2 separate regions of the Xenopus tropicalis genome follow, and region 1 is linked to region 2. A link is a contact called in public Hi-C data. All regions are on one chromosome and are shown on one strand. Each heading gives the region's core, a stretch centred on a gene start, on an enhancer-like site or on the middle of the called end of the contact. The rest is flanking DNA. Distances are from core to core; before and after follow the strand shown.

Region 1 (2,827 bases), core at 327-2,826, 42 kb before region 2:
GTGTAAAACCTCATTTAGTACAATATTATGTTTGTGTATGGCGGATCGACGAGGCAATATCGCAAAAGCTTTGGATATCGGTGGTCTTGTCAATCAGGTGGGTGGAGGTAGAACTCCTATTGTTTCTACCTCCATATCTGACGATTCAGCCCTGAAAGTCAAAGGAGGGAATGAACCATCTTTCCTGTGACCAGTGGTGGCAGGAAAGATCGGTTTTGGTCTGTGTATGACCACCTTTAGTCTGCAGGTTAAGTGGGAAACAGGCCAGAAGCACCACTGCATGGCTTTTTTTTGCCCAGGGCCCAGTGATTTAGGGGCCCAAATATTTCCTGCTTTGATTACCTTTTACATGCTCCAACTGAGCTGCATAGAATCGGTTATTTTAAACAAGATAGGTCCACTATCTAACAAAAATAACAATGTTTTCATGATTGCTATAAGTCAGGGATACCCAACCTTTTATACCCGTGAGCCACATTTAAATGGAAAAAGTGTTGGGGAGCAACACAAGCATGAAAGGTTCCTGGGGTGCCAAAAGAGCTATAATTGGCTACTTAATAGCCCCTATGTGGACTGGCAGCCTACAGAAGACTGTTTTTGGCATTATACTTGGTTTTTAATGCAACAAAATCTTGCCCTCAAGCCAGAAATTCAAAAATGAGCACCTGCTTTGAGGCCACTGGGAGCAACATCCAAGGGATTGGGGAGCAACATGTTACTCAGAACCACTGGTTGGGGATCACTGTTATAAGCTGTTGAGATGGAAATGAATAAACTAAAATGTATACACTGTCCTAGCAGCCCTTATTCTGCTCTTTGGATCTTGCTATGTAACTGCCATGAAAGTAAAAGAAGTGTCTTTGCTGATGACAAACATTGCGATCATAGGCCAATGGGCTTATCCACTAACAAAGATATATTACTGGTACTTTGTATTTGTATTTGTTGAAAGGACTCTAACAATCTCCATAATTTCACAACACTGAAAACAAGACATACAATATAAAATCCAATGTTTCTCTGATGAATTATTTTTATTATTAAGAATGTTTTCTCAGTAAATATTTCAAATTGTTACATTTCCTTTTGGCTTGAATGTTTGCTTATAAGTGTCTAGCTTTATTTGTACATTTTGTTACTACTTCAAGGCGGCTGAGGATGTGAGATTGGGCTTCTGGTTTTTCACACTACTAATGGTATTTTGACTGGGTAATTTTTCATGCTTTTGTTTCCTTGGTTTTCCTTTTTCGACATATTTTTATGCTCATGGCAGAAAGGACTGGCAGCCACGCTCTCAGTTTCTTGGGATAAGCAAAGTAATTTAACATATAGTTCAAATCTACTGTACAGAGATTTTAAACAAGAACCTGGACGTAAGTAACGGTAACCTATTCCAGCCAGGCATGAAAGCATCCAAATGTTCAGCTCCTTTTTTTTTACCTCGCACACACACACCCTTCCAAGGGAACCCAGCAGTTCCTAGAGCTGCCAACAGGGTGCGCCAACGTGCAGCGCTGCGCTGTGGTGATGTTGCCGGAGCTCAGTTTCCAGCTGAGAGCTCTGCCTGTGTGACTGATCCAGCCTACCGAGGGGCTGGAGATGGCCAGACTGACGGAGAGAGAGGCGAGGAGGCAGCAGCAGCAGCATCCCCCGCAGCAGCAGCAGCCCCGAGCCTGCCCCATGAGCGGCCCCGAGCCCCCTGCTCAACAATCAGACAGTATGAAGGACCTGGACGCCATCAAATTGTTCGTGGGGCAGATTCCTCGTAACCTGGAGGAGAAAGACTTGAAGCCTTTGTTCGAGCAGTTCGGCAAGATCTACGAGCTCACAGTGCTGAAAGACCGATACACAGGCATGCACAAGGGTAAGTACCACTGAGTGTGCCTCTTCCCCGCACAGTGGCATTCCCAGGAGCATCTGCCAAACATTCTACTATGCCCGAGAATAAGTGCCTTCCTATTATCCCATACATGGCAGCAGTAACATTCCTTCTCTGCTGATGGTGTGTGCCAACCTATTATCTACCCATGGCATCAGTACAGCATTCCTTCTCTACAGTTCAGAGGCATTCCCTTTAGGTGTGTGCAATCCCATAACCCCATGGCAACAGTAAAGCATTGTCTCTTTACTGAACAGGTGCATGCTCATGGGTGTGTTACCCTGTAGCATCAGTACAGCATTCCTCCTCTACAGGGGCTTGCCCAAGGGTGTGTGCCATCATTTTATCCTTATATTGTTAGAACACCCCACTTTTTTCTAGAGGGGTATATTGAAAGATGGTTTTGTTTTTTTACACACAATGGCGAGTCACTTGTCCAATATCATCTGTACAACCTGCTACCTCACCTGTGCAGTGTCATGGCCACAGGTGAGTGCTAGCCCTATAGTATTTGCAACCATTTCCTCTCTTATGCGTGGGATATTGCCAGAATTGAGTCCAGCCTATTACCCCCAAGTTCCCATATTCCTTCTTTTGTACAGGGGCATGCTGTTAGCCTATTACTACAGCCTATTCTCTTGTACTCCTGTAGTCATTTTGGGGAGAGTACAGCCAGCTACCTCACTGCTACCTCACAATGTATACACAATAATTTGCACAACATTTTCACTCATTAGTACAATGGTATTAACAAGGATGAACACCAGCATATTCTGACATTATTATTCATCATCAGGTCACATTCTGTTGTTTTGGAGACATGAGTCGGTACCAACCTCTCATTTCTACCTTACCCATTTAATGTTACAGTCTTCAAGCTCTTACACACCCAGTAATCGGTACTCTACACAAGGCTCCAACCTGAGGCCCTCCAGCTGTTCCACAACA
Region 2 (2,700 bases), core at 152-2,651:
TATTATATAGATACGTACACAAACTGCTTAAATTAACAACATATATTTAATGTGAGGGGGTACCCCTGCAAGATATATTTCTCAAAAAAAGTATTCTTCCTCAGAGGTGGCCTGAGACAGTGATATAATAGGCTACATACAATGCCTCCCCTACCAGCTTGAGGAAGTGGCTGTCGATTTCAACCCTTTTTGCTCCGGGCTTAAAAGAGAGATGACATAAATGCAATAAGGCTCAAGGCTCAGAACAAACCAATTAAAATAGATGGGGGAGATTTTTTGATGCAGAAAAAAATGAAATTCAGGAAGCATTGTTTTGTTTTCTACAGAGAATGCAATCTGTGCAGCACCTCAGGCACCAAAAATCTGCTTGTAAACTCTGTGGGGTATGGATTCAGCGTGCCTGAAAAAATCAGCCTTCGGCGCCATGTAAAATTAGGAGCACTCGATAAAAATATATACGCAAACATTGTTTTGAGCAGATTTTATTTAGGCTGTCTCCCGTAGGTCTGAGAGTTGGTAGTTTAAGGCCACATATCCAGCTGGAATGCTGTCAGTCTAGGGAAGACACATTCTCCAGAGGTCTCAGAGAAGTTCTGAGATGTATTTTGAGAAACACTAGTCTTGCAGGGATACCTTCACTTAAGAAATAATAAAGTATGTATTATCAGTGCAGAGATACTAATCCCTATTGTGCAGAACTGCATGTTCCAATTAAAGCGTACTGCCATTATATAAATCAGCATGTTCATCTTGCATGTATACACACTCAAATAATGGTTGTATAGGATGTGAGAGGCCAGAGGAAACACACAATTTTGTCTAATCTGTATGCTTGTTTTTTGTTTGTTTTTTAATCCTGTTACCGTGATTATATATCATATATAATTATCATAAGATAATATTAAAGCAGAGGTGAATAGGAGCAAGTTAAAGAATTACAAAATGCATTTTATCAATGGCCTGCCCTTTTTGGCTTATCACCAATGCAGAGTAGCCTGCTTATTAACAGGGTTCAGATACTTAACCAAGCAATATGTTTATTGGAGATAATCACTTGACAGCATTATTAACTAGAGTCATTGTGCACATTAGTACAACTGTGCAACATGGAATTCCATGGGAGTTTTTATATACTTCTAATCACTATGCATTGTTTCGATGAATCTCCATGTTTAACACTGTCTCCCTTACATTTTTGGCAGCAGTTATCCCAAAAAACCTCCCTGCAGTATCCATCCCACAGCCATGGCACACCGCGTGCCGGCACAGTCTGCAACCATGGAAACCAGATGCAGCTTCCAGCTTCAGACTCAATTTTCATGGTTGCTGGACAGCATGTTAAATTGCCAATCAGAGGGTGAAGAGAAAGAAGCTGTTGCAGGGGGAGATGGGGAGTGTGCAACAGAGCGTGCAAGATGGGAGGGGGAGGATGCTCTGTGCAGGGTGTGGGGCATCATCAGCTGTGTGCAGTGTGTCAGTGCTGTATAATGGAATGCTTAGAGGGTCACTGACATGTTTTTAATTGCATGCGTCTGTCACTTTGGTTGTTTACACATGCATGTCTTCCCTGTATAACTCCATTCTGTTCTATATATGTGTGTATCATCGCACACGGGCAAAGCATACATACTAGTACCACATGCCACTACATCTGTAAATGTCTTTTAATGAATGTGGGTTACATGTGCCATTTCAAACGACAAATGTATTTGTTTTTATCGATGCATTTATATATTTTTTCATTATCACATTTTGGGGTTTAGCTGTCACAGCAAGTGTGAATATTCTTTAAAGAGTAATATGCACCCGGTTGAATTCATCAAACAAAATATGTTTTTGAAATTTGCTTTGGAGTAGTAACCAAAACGAGAAATATGAGCAATAAGCACTGGCTTAAGTGTAGCAAAGTTGTCAATATATTGTCAGATGCTGAATTACTATATCCTGAACAAAACAGCAGCTAATCATCCAGTGCATAGGCCCAAAATAGTTCACTTTCCAATTAAACTACCTGATCAGTCATGACTCAAATGCACTAGGAAAAAAAATCTCTTGTGATCCACAGCCAGCAACATTTCATAGTTCCTCTTGTAACCCTGTGGAATTAGCATTTAACTGATTGGCCTAACACACTAGTGCAGGGGTGGGCAAACTACGGCCTGTGGGCCACATCCGGCCTGTCAGCCCTTTCAATCTGGCCCGCTGTCTCCGGCCCCCTTAAAAGAATGATGGGCCCTGATTGGTTGCGCCCCGTGCGTGCGCACAGCGTCAGCACGCACGGGGCGCAACCATATAAAAGAATGCACTGGGGAGCCAGAAAGTTGCAATATGGCAACTCTCACTTTTCTGTGAGTTATATGTTACCTCAATTTCAAGAAAGGTAGTCTATAAAAGGGTATACTGCCCTTCAATTTCTAGATAACTATATCTGAAAAAATATGCTTGGCATAAGTATGTTTGGAACGGAAATTTCTAAGGGCTCTGGCACACGGGGAGATTAGTCGCCCGCGACAAAACTCCCTGTTCGCGGGCGACTAATCTCCCCGGATTGCCATCCCACCGGCGAAAATGTAAATATGCCATCCCACCGGCGATTTACATTTTCACTGGTGGGATGGCATTTGGGGGAGATTAGTCGCCCGAGACACAGGAGATTTGTCGCGGGCGACTAATCTCCCCGTGTGCCAGAGCCCTAAGTGT

The links. Hi-C and Micro-C count contacts between places; a contact is called where the count stands out from the background.
Region 1: a contact with region 2 is called in a Hi-C map of neurula embryo, with 2.1 times the contacts expected there. The contact joins the promoter of celf5 here to the enhancer-like site in region 2. A contact is called at or near these places in 3 of 5 Hi-C or Micro-C datasets (brain, gastrula embryo and neurula embryo).

The regions. Positions count from the first base shown.
Region 1 is chr1:114,416,853-114,419,679 of UCB_Xtro_10.0, reverse strand. celf5 (CUGBP Elav-like family member 5) reads left to right here and starts at 1,576. Exons shown (of 13, transcript NM_001097170.1): 1 at 1,576-1,864. The coding sequence starts at 1,600.
Region 2 is chr1:114,374,577-114,377,276 of UCB_Xtro_10.0, reverse strand. All of the region lies in intron 3 of celf5 (CUGBP Elav-like family member 5), which reads left to right. Among named protein-coding and RNA genes, the nearest start is that of hsd11b1l, 37 kb to the right of the region's middle. Within about 2 kb of position 1,401, at least 4 of the 11 cell types and tissues checked have an H3K27ac peak or open chromatin away from gene starts, as enhancers often do. A contact at or near this core is called in neurula embryo, where this site is marked.